3 separate regions of the Mus musculus genome follow, and all the other regions are linked to region 3. The links are chromatin contacts, called in public promoter capture Hi-C maps. All regions are on one chromosome and are shown on one strand. Each heading gives the region's core, a stretch centred on a gene start, on an enhancer-like site or on the middle of the called end of the contact. The rest is flanking DNA. Distances are from core to core; before and after follow the strand shown.

Region 1 (4,034 bases), core at 718-3,217, 2.7 Mb after region 3:
CTACATCATGGTGTGATCAAGTCCACAGTGACTCCTGAGAGGAGCTGTAGGCTTGTCAGGGTGTTTCTGAGGAAGACACAGTTGAATCCCTTAGTACTGGGGACATATTCTCACTCTTGCTCACAGATTCCTGGGCTTCTTCCACCAGGTCAGCCACCAGATTCAGCCTGCAGGTCCGCAGCGCCTTAACCAGTCCGGCCACCGAGGCGTTCTTCTTCTCAGCATTCTTCCAGACTTTCAGACTCTCCCTTACCCGCTCACTCAGACTTCGGGGGTACTTCTCCTCAATCCCATCCATCTTGGCCTCAGACACCTTCAGCTCGCGGGCCAGTCTTTTCCAGTCTCTCCCCACATTGTCACACACAATGTCAAATGCCACCTGCAGATCTAGGAGGGAAAAGAGCAGTGTGACTTGACTGAGGAGCTGGGGCAAGTCTCCCTACCGGCCACCAAGCATGGGCCTGAGCACTTCGAAGACAACATCACTTCAAAGCCACTCAGGTCCTGTGCTGACACTAAGTAGCACAGGAGCTACTTCAAGATACCCAAAGTGGCCTGATCTGCCCAGCCACATTCTCAGCCTGGGCCACAGCGAGCTATGGCTTAGAAGACTGTCAACTGAGGACTGGAGTGTCAGAGGGAAAAAGCAGGGCTGCCCTAACACCCCGCTCAATAGTGGGTTGGCCAAAGTCCCCAAAGCTACATCTTACACTGTGACCTTTGCTGGTTTGACCAGACACCACAAAAGATCTGTCTCTGTGCTACTCTGGAGCCCCTGCTTAGACACAGGCAAGGTGTAATCTCTGTAGGGAGCCCTGGGCAGTGGCTGAAGACCCTTTACTGGATTCCTGTAACAATAACAAACATTGGAATGCCTTGGAGATGTGAATACACAATCCATTTTCGTGTGGATCTTGCACACACCGGCAGTGGGAAGCTTTACTCCACAGGCCCTCCAGCTGCTTTGATGTTCTGTGTCACTGTAGACAAAGAGCAACGGTGACAACCAACCAGGAACTAAATAAACCTTTGCCCCTTTAAATGGCTTCTCGAGTATTTGTCACAAGTGATCAAGTGTCTAATATATGCTTAATCTGTATCTACATCCCAAGGCCAGCCTGGTGTTGCTCAGCTGTGGCTGCTATCCACTGTGCGTTATGGGGAGGCATAGCGCCTCCTCTCTACGCAAAACAGAAGTAACTGCCGATAACCAGACACTGCACTCTGGACCAGAGAGCACAGCCGCCGCGCAATCTTTCCTTGGCCAGGAAGGGCAGTCTTGGACACAGGCACTCCCACTACGGAAATGGTGCCGAGCAGCCGGCACACGTGACCTCTGCCCACTCTTCAACGCTACCCTCACTGGGGTTAAGATGCCTTAGTCACATTCACTTCTTAGCTGAGTTTTCCAACGAAGCACTGCAGGTCTGAGGCGAGTTAATACTGGGGTTGGGCAAGTGGCACGAACCCTTGGGTTCAACCTTGGCACTGCCAGTAAGAAACAAGACCTCCCAGCTTCCGGCTCAAGCGGTTGAAAAAAGTGGGCGTGCCCTAGAGTCCATCCCAGTCGGAGCCAGTGGAGGGTGCACTGAGGCCAGGCCTCCCCGCCCATTCCCCGCCCCCTGCCCACCTGCCTCCCCCGGGGGCGCAGCGGTCGCCGTCCCCGCCTCGAAGTCGTCCAGGCGCTGCAGTAGATCGTGTCGGCGCAGCGAGGCCAGCAACTCGCGCAGCAGCCCGGTGTGCCCGCGCTCCAGGTCGTTCTGCTCCAGCAGCACCGTGAACAGGTCCAGGCCACTCTGCACGCGCTCCAGCTTTCGTTTGCTCACGCGCTCGCGGCACAAGAACTTGAGCTCCATCAGATCGTTGCCCGACAGGCTGCCGGACAGCGAGTGCAGCAGCACCAGGAATGGGTCCATGGCAGTGGTACGCCGGGCTGCCCCTCAGCGATCCCACATAGGAAATCACCTTAGGCTTTCCCGCCCAGCGTCTCGCGGGATGTCCAAATCAGACGCATGCGCTTCGGATGTGGCTGTAACCGCTTCCGCCCGGGCTGGCATCCGCTGTTGTAGTAGCTTTGACAGCTGAGCTGCGTTGACTTCAGCTTACGCGCGCGTTTCTCACCCCGAGGCAGAACAGATCTTGTTCACCAGAAGTGTAACGTGGATCCTCTTGGGGCTCTGAGGAGCTGCGCAGCCCTACTGTGTGGGGGGGGGCTGGAAGAGCAGCTGCAGATGCCTACGGCTGCCAGATCATGTTCTATCACCGGAAAGAAGGAAAGAGAGAGAGAGAGAGAGAGAGAGAGAGAGAGAGAGAGAGAGAGAGAGAGAGAGATGGATGGAGTTACTTATGGGCTGGAGAGACAGTTCAGGGGTTAAGAGCACTGGCAATTCTTACAGAGGACCTTCACGAATTCAATTCCCAGCACTCACATGATGGCTTACAACCATCTGTAATTCCAGTTCCAGGGGCTTTGACATCCTCTTCTGGCAAGCACACTTGTGGTATGCTGACAAAATACTCGTACATATAAAAACCATTAAATATTCCTTGGTATATGTATGAGCATTTGTAGGTGGTTTAGTGCTCCTACAGGTCTTCAAGTGCCCACGGAGGACAGGAAAGGGCATGGATACCCCTAGGACTAGAGTTCCGTTTGGATGTGAACTCTTGTGTGGATCCAGGTTCTCCGTGAGAGCAACACAGTGCTCTTAACCGCCAATCCATTCCCCCAGGCCAATAATATGTATATTAAAATGAGTAGAAGAGAGGATTTGGAATATTGTCATCAGAAAAAGTTGATGTGTGCCGGAGGTTGTAGAGACACTAACTGCCCTGCTTTGAGCTTTCGTTAACAATACACTGATTCCACAGCCACACCCAAGTACTGCTCATGAGTTAAAAAGTGCCTGTTGCCCAAGCTTGAGGACCCATGCTCAGATCCTGGTGTCCACATAAAAAGACGAACAAGGAGGTGCCCATCTGAAACCCCAACTTTGGCAGAGACAGATGGATTCCTGGTGCTCAGTGGCCAGGCACTCTAGCTGAATGGCTGAGCTCCAGGTTAGTGGGGCGCAGTTATGCACAGCATACCCAGCAGGGTTGACTTATATTTTTTTAGATTGACTTATAATTCACCCATTTAAAGTTCAGTGCTTTGGTTGATTTTTGAGACAGGGTCTCACGCTGTAGCCCAGACAGACAGCTGAGGCTGTATAGAATGACAAATGGGGCTGGAAAGGTGGCTCGAGGTTAAGAGCGTTTGTTACTCTTCCAGAGGATCTGGGTCTGGTTGCAAACAACTATGCAGGACTGCTTACAACTGTCTGTAACTACAGACAGGGGAATCAGGGGCCCTCTGCTGGTCTCTGCTGGGCACTACAGTCTCTCTCTCTCTCTCTCTCTCTCTCTCTCTCTCTCTCTCTCTCTCTCTCTCACACACACACACACACACACACACACACACACACACACACACACGAACACATTTTTACTAGGTTGGGGGAGGGCTCTTTAGGGGAGCAGACCAACAGAAGTGAATTTACTGGACTGGCTTACTTGAGGGGGCTGAGTGTATGTATCCTGTAAATGCAGAGGAGATTCAATCCCAGAAGCTGGAAACCTCAATAGTCAGAATCCAATCTTGAAAGTCTGGGGGTTCCCTGGAGAGCCTATAGTTGTTGAGTCTATAGTTTTTCCTCTATGGTAGTTTCTTTTGAGACAAGATCTCATGTAGTTCAGGCTGCTCCAGAACTACTCCCCTTCACACCATGTAGCTCAGGATGACCCTTAAGCTTCTGATCCCCCTGCCTCCACCTCCCAGGTGTGCACCACCAGGTCCAGTTTATTTTTGTTCTGGATGTCAATCTCTTGTTAGATGTGTGTTCTGTAAACACCTCCACATCATGTGCACTACTTTTCCAGTCTGTTCATAAGATCCTGCAATTTAAAAGTTCATAATTTTGATAAAATCAGGTGCATGTATTTTTCTTTCCATTGTGCTAATAAAGGGGAAAAAGCCTCTCTGGTGGCGGTGA
Region 2 (4,105 bases), core at 794-3,293, 2.7 Mb after region 3:
AGTAGGTATTTCAAGCTCTGAAAGTCTCATCTGCCTGGGAAGAGGAGCCTCAGGATTCAATTTTCAATCCTTTCTCCCCTGAAACAAAGTTTAGTTACAGCTCACAGATGTTCTGGAGAAAGCCTGTATAAATTTTTCCCATGAAATGAGTTCTATTTATCCACAAGATTTCCCTAGGAAATTGGAAGTCCACAAGACATAAACCAGGGATAAGATAAAAAAACCCTGAGATCCACTCCTCACAGATCCACAGCAGACAAGGACAAGTTTAAGACAGAATGGGACACTCAACACAGCTCAACTGCTTCATAGCCCCCTGTCAAAAACATTTAAGTGCTTTCCTAAATCTAGGCAGTTTCCCAAAGAGGTATGACAGTGGAGTGGTGTGGTCACATGGCTTTGGTGGATCCCCATTTTTTCCCCTAAATTGAATTCCTGAGAATTTTACCAGTGCTCAGAAAACATCAGAACCATCACTTCCCAAGTGGTTACACAAAGCAGCCAGCAAGCTAATACACTAACAAGACAGTCCTGCAGACATTTAAAGGCAGAAACCTTCCTTGATTTCAGTTTGATGGGCATACCTGTGGAAGTGCAGTATTGAGCTGCCTCTGCAAAGAATCTCTTTCATGACCAACTTCATGCAACTTCCCCTGGGTTAATGCCAGTGTTTCTTGTGTCTCTCTTAGTGTGTCCAGAAGGCGGTCCCGTTCTTCCAACATGGAAACCATGAGCTGCTCAAAATGCGAATCAGCATCTGGCTGTGAAGGGGAGCCTGACCCATGGCTCCCACCTCCTCCTGGAGGGCCTTCTGCTTCACTAATGGTCGGCATCACCTCGCACATCATCTTGAAAAAGGAACGGTACAGACCACAATCAGTAGGTGCAGAACAAGAGTTTCCACAAACCTGCAGCTTTCTGAGCACCACCTGTGGCTAATGAGAAAAAGGCTGACAGCCCCAGAGCTATCCGTGACGATCATCCACTCTGGATGCACACACTCTGGGAAGTAGCATGCACAGGTCAATATAATGAGCAGATTGGGGGAGACAGTCCTGGGAGCAAGAGGAGCTGGGATGCTCACCTCCAACCAGTGGGGGTCTGTTTAAAATCCACATTTAACAGCTGAAGACAGTTTCCTCAGGAAGAGAGATTCCAAACAGTCCCTCAACCACAGAAGAAGACTGGAAACTGACAAAACACCAGCACTATGGACCCAAGCATCCTCCAGGAATGTGTGCAGTCAGCTCCTGGGAAGGACTAGCAGGCACCCTGACTTGTGGGGCTGGATATTTGGTGATCAGCGGAAAAAGCAACTGGATTGGCTTTTTAAAGTCTGGACAGAAGTGTTTAGCAAAGGCCTGCTGCTGTGTAACGGTTGGTCAGCCAACCCAACTTACATAAGTTCACAGTCAAAGACAGGGGAAAAGAACAGAAAGAGAAAATATACCCACACTGGGAATCTAGGAAGTCGGGACAACAGGGCTAGGTTAAAAAAAAAAAAAAAAGGAGGAGGAGGAGGAAAAGGTGAGATGGAACTAGAGATTGCATGCTGTCAGGGCACAGGGTGGAGGATGAAGCAGAAGGCGCTGCAGGTGCATCTGAGCAGCACCCGCTGCCCCGGCCTGGCTCAGCTGACCCCACAGCCTCACTGCCCCCAACCTCACTTACTCTGGCCAGTCTAAGCGAACTCGGACCTAACTGCTATCAACCCGTTTTGCCAGGCTAGCCGCAACTCTGCTGGCTCTGCTGACCCCCGCACACTGACCCTGCCGACCCGGCCCCACCGACCCTGGCCCGCCACCCAGCGCGGCCCGCTCCACCCGCCCTCACCTTGGCCGGCGGGCGCGGCTCCGGGGCTATGAAGCGGCCTTCGGGCGGCGGCCGGCTGCGGGCCGACCCACGCAGCCCCGCGGCTGCGTCCTCGCCCGGCCCCCGGGCCCGCCGCCCCGCTCGTCACGAAGGCCGGCCCGCCGCCGCGGGACACTAGCGAGCGCAGAGAACCGGGCCCGGCGCGTCGCCGGCGTCAACGTGCCCGACGTCCGGCGCGTCGGCGCGAGCGTCAGCACCGCCCCCCGCGGGAGAGGTTGGCCGCGGGGCCGTGCGCATGCGCTAGATCCGCGGTAGTGGGCGGGCGGTCTATCGGGAGATCCAATTGGCTAGTCCTCGCTTTAGCCCCGCCCCCGGCAGGCCAACCCCCTGCGGAGACAGGGCGACCGTGGAAACACCGGTAAAGATCTCTGGCAGGTGTGCGCAGCTCGCAGTCCTGCTTCCGTGCTCTCACGCCAGTGTGTGTGTGTTGACGTCACCCAAACGCCGACGTCACCTGAGCACTCGCCCCCCCCCTCAAAACCCAAGACCTCTGGGGAGTCCCGCCGGACCACCTGCAAAACCGGAAAGTGCTGACAGGTCGGGCAAGGTACCTTCTACCTCTATGCCTACCCTTCAGAAGTCTGAGGCAGGAGAATTACAGCAAGGTGGAGACTCTGCCTGTAAAATACAAACAAAGGCTACTGCCATCAACCCTGACGACTGAGTTCGAACCCTAGGACCCAGAAGACCTGCAGTAGATCCTCGGAACCTACATAGTCCTGAATGTTGTCCTCTGACCTGCACACATGTATCGTGTGGGTGCATACATGTGCTCACATTCACACGCGCACACACAACAACAACAAAATGTAAGGGCTCAGTCACTCTTGCAAGTATTAGAACCTAAGTTCCATTTCCCAGACTCCACGTAAAAATAAAAAGCTAGCTGGCCTTGGTGCTACACGCCTTTATTCCCAGCACCCAGGCAGATCTCTGGGTTCAAGCTAGCCTTGTCTACATAGTGAGTTTCAGGACAGCCAGGAGTACATACTGAGACCTTGTTTTAAAACTTTTTTTTTTAATTAACGCCAATAAAATAGTCCAGAAACCAAAGCAAAATGATCATCAACCATAACTGAAAAGCCAATAAAACTTTCCAAAGGCCAAGGCAAGAATACTGTCGACTAGTATAGGCTACATAGAGAGCCAGGACAGTCAGGGTTACATGGGCAGATTCCTGTTTCAAGAAGTCAGTAATTAATTACAAAGTCAAGTTACAAGTATAACCAAGCACAATAGTGCCCACCTGAAATCCTAGCACTCAGAAAGCAGAGGCAGGCAGGCAGATCTCTGAGTTTTGCCCGATCTATATAATGAGACCTTTTTCCACAAAACAAGTCAGAATGTAAATAGAAGCAGCAAAGTCTTTAAGGACTATCAGCCACTGCACACAAGTTCTCAGTTGCCTTGATCTCAGGTTTGGATTTGAGGAAATGCTCAAGCCAGACGTGGTGGCGCACGCCTTTAATCTCAGCACTGGGGAGGCAGAGGCAGGCGGATTTCTGTGTTCGAGGCCAGCCTGGTCTTCAAAGTGAGTTCCAGGACAGCCAAGGCTATATAGAGAAACCCTGTCTCAAAAAACAAAAACAAAAACAAAAACAAAATGCTCATGTCTCCCCAGAGGTTCCTGCCAATACAGCCATCTCCTAAGAAACTGATCCAGGACCAAACACAGCTCAACAGGGCATACTGTACTGGGTCCTCTTCCACAGTCAGCACATGTATGAAGCTGGCATGGCAGAAAGCTAAAGAAAACAATGCTTCTCCAGCAAGTTTCACCACAAGCTAAGAAGCTGAGCTGCCCTTAGCAAGCAGTGCATGCTTTGCAAGATGTGTGAATGGGGAGGTGTAACCACCCTTAGCAACAGTGCATGCTTTGCAAGATGTGTGAATGGGGAGGTGTATCCGCAGAGAGATGTCATCCTGCTGGTCCCTAATGCTCAGAGCTCTTCCCCAGCTTTCTGCCTGTGGAAATCCCAGCTCCCGCTGATTGGCACCTATTCTTGCAGACCATAAATCAGCAGAGATGGATGTGAAGAACAGAAGCTACAGGACCATTGTCCCTCTGGATCGCAGAGACATGGCTAACACTCACAGTGGTTTAGTTTTTTTAATCCCATTTGTCCATGTCTCTGTGTCTGTGTATGTCTACACATGTGTATACTACAACATACATGTAAAGGCAGGAGGACAACATGCAGGAAACATTTCCATCTTTCTATCATGTGGGTCC
Region 3 (3,996 bases), core at 721-3,220:
TCCAGTTACTCTAAATATTGTGACCACTAATACTATGATGAAGATATGCATATCCCAAATAAACCTTGAGATACCCGTCACTTATGACAAGTTCTTACAGCCCAAAGTTACAAGTCATGAAAACCTAAAACCACTCAGCTGTCTATGTTGTATTTCTATGACTACATTCTCCCAGGAACTCTGGGCAAGTAGAAAGATCAAACGTCAGGATTTGACTCCACAGATTCTGCTAGTATCAACATCATCTGACACTCCCAATTACTCATCACTGTGTAGGTTATTGCAGCTCTGTACAACACCAGAGTTTCTCTAAGCAACAGGGAAAGATAGCTTCTTACTCATGACAGACATGGAGTTCACCATCAGATGAATTCAAACTCAGCCTGAACCACAAGAGATAAGGACACTCTCAGACCACACGGTAAGAAAGGGTCCACTCTCCTTGGCCATGTGTCCACTTGGCAGGGGATATGAAAAGGGCAAAGCTCTGTCTCCCTTTCTCCTCTGGCAGCCACCATCAATCTTCTATAGTTTGCTGAGACACCGTGAGGATGAAGAAGGGTTGATGAACATGAAAGTAACTCCAACATTGGAAATCTCCATCCAAGTTTGACAGTGGCTCAGGAGATCTGGCTTCAAAGCCCTCCTAAAAAGCATCTAACAAGCCTGAGGCTTTCTTCAAAGTCAGGAAATCAGTAATCTATCCCAAGGAGTTACCTGTTACACACACACACACACACACACACACACACACACACACGCACACACACACACACAATCAACACCAAGCTGTCAGGGTGAAAAAACTCTGGGAAACCACAGGCTTTGCAGGCACACTCAATATTAACTTCAGGGGAAAAGGCACTGAGGTGCTGATCAGAACAATGTTCTACTCCACACAGCCACAGTTGGCTAACAACATCCCACCCACACCAGTCTCAGGGAGCTACTGGGAGGCCATACACACTAGGGGAGGTGAGACAGGTAGTATAATAGAACCCAAGACAATCCTGAAGAGACAACCCTGTTGGGTCTTCCAAGTTCTCTGCTCCCCTCTCCTCGTTTATAAATGAAGAAATTGAGGCTTGAAAAGGTAGCCACTAACTAAGCTCAAGAGGTAGTACCCTATTTTCTATAGATGTTAGGGAGAAGAGGAAACTGTCACAAGTAAGGACAGACTACAAAGTGGGATCTTTCACCATTTCTGAAACCAAGGAGACCAGGTTATCTCTCTCCTTTGGGGGACCAAAGGTGTCCGACTCCACTCCTCTGAGAGACGGGGAACCAAGGCACCTCTCAGTTTGGGAAATTAATGTAGTCAGTACCACTCTCAATCTGGGAGACCAAGAGTCAGGGCTTGTGTCCATCTGGGAGACCAAGCAGGTGATAGATCTGAGAACGTAAGGGGTTCAGGGCCCTTTCTATCTGAGGAACTAAGGGAAGTCGGGGTCCCACTCCATCTGGGGACCAATGGGGTAAGGTTTCTTCTGTGTAGAGGAACCCTATTCAGGGCCTCCACCCAGGAGGACCACGGGAGTCAGGATCCCTCTCCATGAAGGAGGCCAGGAGCTTCAGGGCCCGTGGGCATCTGGGGAACCATCAAATTCTGCCTTCCTCCACCCCAGATGTCCGATAGACGAGAGTCGCTGCTCCGGGTGGGTACCCGAAGGTAGGACCCGCGAAGCCCCGGGACGGAAGAGCAACCCGCGAGGGGCCCCGTAAAAGACTGAGGAGTCCGACCCCAGGCTCCACTGCCCCAGCCAGGCTCTGGCCCAGAGCACTCACCGGCCCGCGCTGCGTGCTGACGGTGGTCGCCATGGTGCTGCGGCGGCCCTCTGCCTCGCCAACTGCACAGAGACCCGCCGGGAGAGCTCTTCCGCTCCCACCACAAGCTGCGTCGCCGACCGTTGTCCCGCGAGGCAATCGGCTCTTCAGTCAGCTGACAGTCGCCCCGCCCCGCCCCACCCCGGCGTTCCCAAAGCACAGAGCTTGGCAATAGCTGGCCCCGCCCCTTCCGGCTAATCCGCGCACGCGTGTTCCGACCTCAGGGGGAAATGGGTCTCCCGTACACGCCTGCGCAGTGGCTCCCTTCGGGCGCTCAGCAGCCCGTTAAAATGGCTGTCAGACTGTTTGCGCATGCCTAAACCTGAACACTCTCCTGCGGGCAGAAGCCTGCTCACCCAGTCGCATACACCTAGAACAGGGACGCACATCTCAATTCGGTCGAGTTGCCACAGCGTCTAGTCACCTAACTGGAGATAGCTGTGATACCACCGCTTGCAGGTGCGTGATCCGCTTGGAGAAAACTGAGGTTTGGCTGCCTGAGCGAAAAAAAAAACAGATGGCAGTAGAACCAGCTACCCTCAAGCTCTTGAATTACCTCAAAATTCTGTGGGAGGGAGAACATTTATATTTAAATTTTAAAAGAAGAAACCAAGCTGAAGGAGAGACAAGAGTGGGACGGAAAACTTCCACCAGCCTTGGATTTGCTAAATGAATGGAGAGATGAAGATCTGTCCCTAGGAAACCCGGGCCACCCACTCTTGCCTTTTCAGAGCACTCTCTTCAGAAGAATACTTGGCCAGATAGAACCAGGGTAGTTCCTATAAGGAGTTTACCCTATGGTGGTCACCAGTCTGTAGGTCCCCTTTTACTTGTGCGGCAATAGACTTGGTACTGTCTAGGAGTACCAAGAACATTTCCTCACTCACACCATGTTCTCTTGTGTTCCTTTCATCTTTAAGATTACATCTTCCAACTCTAGTGACAGTCTCTACCTTGGCATAACATGGGACTGCATCTGGGCTCTGTTCCTGGACACTGATCTATATCCAGTTCTCACCGGTCTCTAGCTCCTGTTGCCCAAACTGTCATCTCTATGCTGATAAAGCTAAGACACAAAAGACTATCCATTGTGGCAGACAGAGTTTTAAAGAGACCCCTGATCTCTCCTGGTGTCCACATCCCTGCTCAATCCTTTCTTCTTGGTTATAGACAAAACCTGTGACTTGTGTCTAAACATGCAGCAGACAACCTGTTGTATAAAATTATATCTGGATAGCACAATAGGATCCCCTTGTGACTAAGACCACACATATGGCCTCTGATGAATCCCAAATCCTTCAGTACTAAGCAGTTTAAAAAAGACACACACCACCACCAACAACACCAAGGGGGAATTGTTCCCAAGAAAAAACTTTATCTCATAAAATGCTTCAGTACGTTCCTGAAATCAGTTCAAGCCCTGGCACAGTCTGTCAGAGCAGAACCACAGCATTTGTTCTTCCTTGACTTAAAGCTCTCTCATGGTGGGGATCACGTGGCTGGACATAATCTTACTTGTTTCTACTAGATTTGCAGCAGATAGAAACTCTGGTATAGGTGGACTATGATAAAATTCACCTAGGTTACTTTGCAGAAACTTGAAAACTAGCTCTGCTGCTAGTACTGACTCCACTCAGCAGAGAGGTTATGGGTAACAGAAAATGGATGAAAGGCTTAGCATCTCTGTGTTCATCATCTTGTATTTGTCCCCTTTGTTGCCTTCACTCTTGACTCGGATTTGTAGTGCTTTTCTATTGATGGGATAAGACCAAGGTAACTTACAGAAGAGTTTAATTTAGACTTATGGTTTCAGAAGGTTAGAGTCCATGATGGTGGAGCAGAGATAGCAGGTGGCTGGAGCAACCACTGAGAGGCAAGCAGGAGACAGAGACATATTAGGATTGGGATCAGTCTTTTGAAACCTCAAAGTCTTTCCCTAGTGACATACCTCCTCCAACAAGGCCACACCTCCTAACCCTTCTCAAATACACCACTGAGGATCAATTAATCCAATGTGAGCCTATGGGCTCAACTGCCACAAGATGCTACTCAACTCTGTATGGAGACACACAGAAACTCTGAGAAATGTGTTGTTGCTGGGTACAGTGGCACATATCTATAATCCCGATCATTAGGAGGCTGAGATGGGAGCAGGACTGGGAAATTGAGGCC

What was found. Promoter capture Hi-C pulls out the DNA fragments that hold promoters and counts their contacts. Capture Hi-C pulls out chosen DNA fragments and counts their contacts.
Region 1: a contact with region 3 is called in a promoter capture Hi-C map of pre-B cells, with 7 times the contacts expected there. The contact joins the promoter of Fadd here to the promoter of Tollip in region 3. A contact is called at or near these places in 2 of 39 promoter capture datasets (liver and pre-B cells), 1 of 484 Hi-C or Micro-C datasets (CD8 T cells) and 1 of 9 other capture datasets (liver).
Region 2: a contact with region 3 is called in a promoter capture Hi-C map of adipose tissue, with 3 times the contacts expected there. The contact joins the promoter of Ppfia1 here to the promoter of Tollip in region 3. A contact is called at or near these places in 1 of 39 promoter capture datasets (pre-B cells), 1 of 484 Hi-C or Micro-C datasets (CD4 T cells) and 2 of 9 other capture datasets (adipose tissue and liver).

The regions. Positions count from the first base shown.
Region 1 is chr7:144,580,474-144,584,507 of GRCm38.p6, forward strand. Fadd (Fas (TNFRSF6)-associated via death domain) reads right to left here and starts at 1,968. Exons shown (of 2, transcript NM_010175.6): 1 at 1,631-1,968; 2 at 1-387. The coding sequence starts at 1,916. The coding sequence ends at 56.
Region 2 is chr7:144,551,686-144,555,790 of GRCm38.p6, forward strand. Ppfia1 (protein tyrosine phosphatase, receptor type, f polypeptide (PTPRF), interacting protein (liprin), alpha 1) reads right to left here and starts at 2,044. Exons shown (of 32, transcript NM_001195086.1): 1 at 1,834-2,044; 2 at 585-848. The coding sequence starts at 848. It also overlaps the pseudogene Gm35626.
Region 3 is chr7:141,900,491-141,904,486 of GRCm38.p6, forward strand. Tollip (toll interacting protein) reads right to left here and starts at 1,971. Exons shown (of 6, transcript NM_023764.4): 1 at 1,786-1,971. The coding sequence starts at 1,818.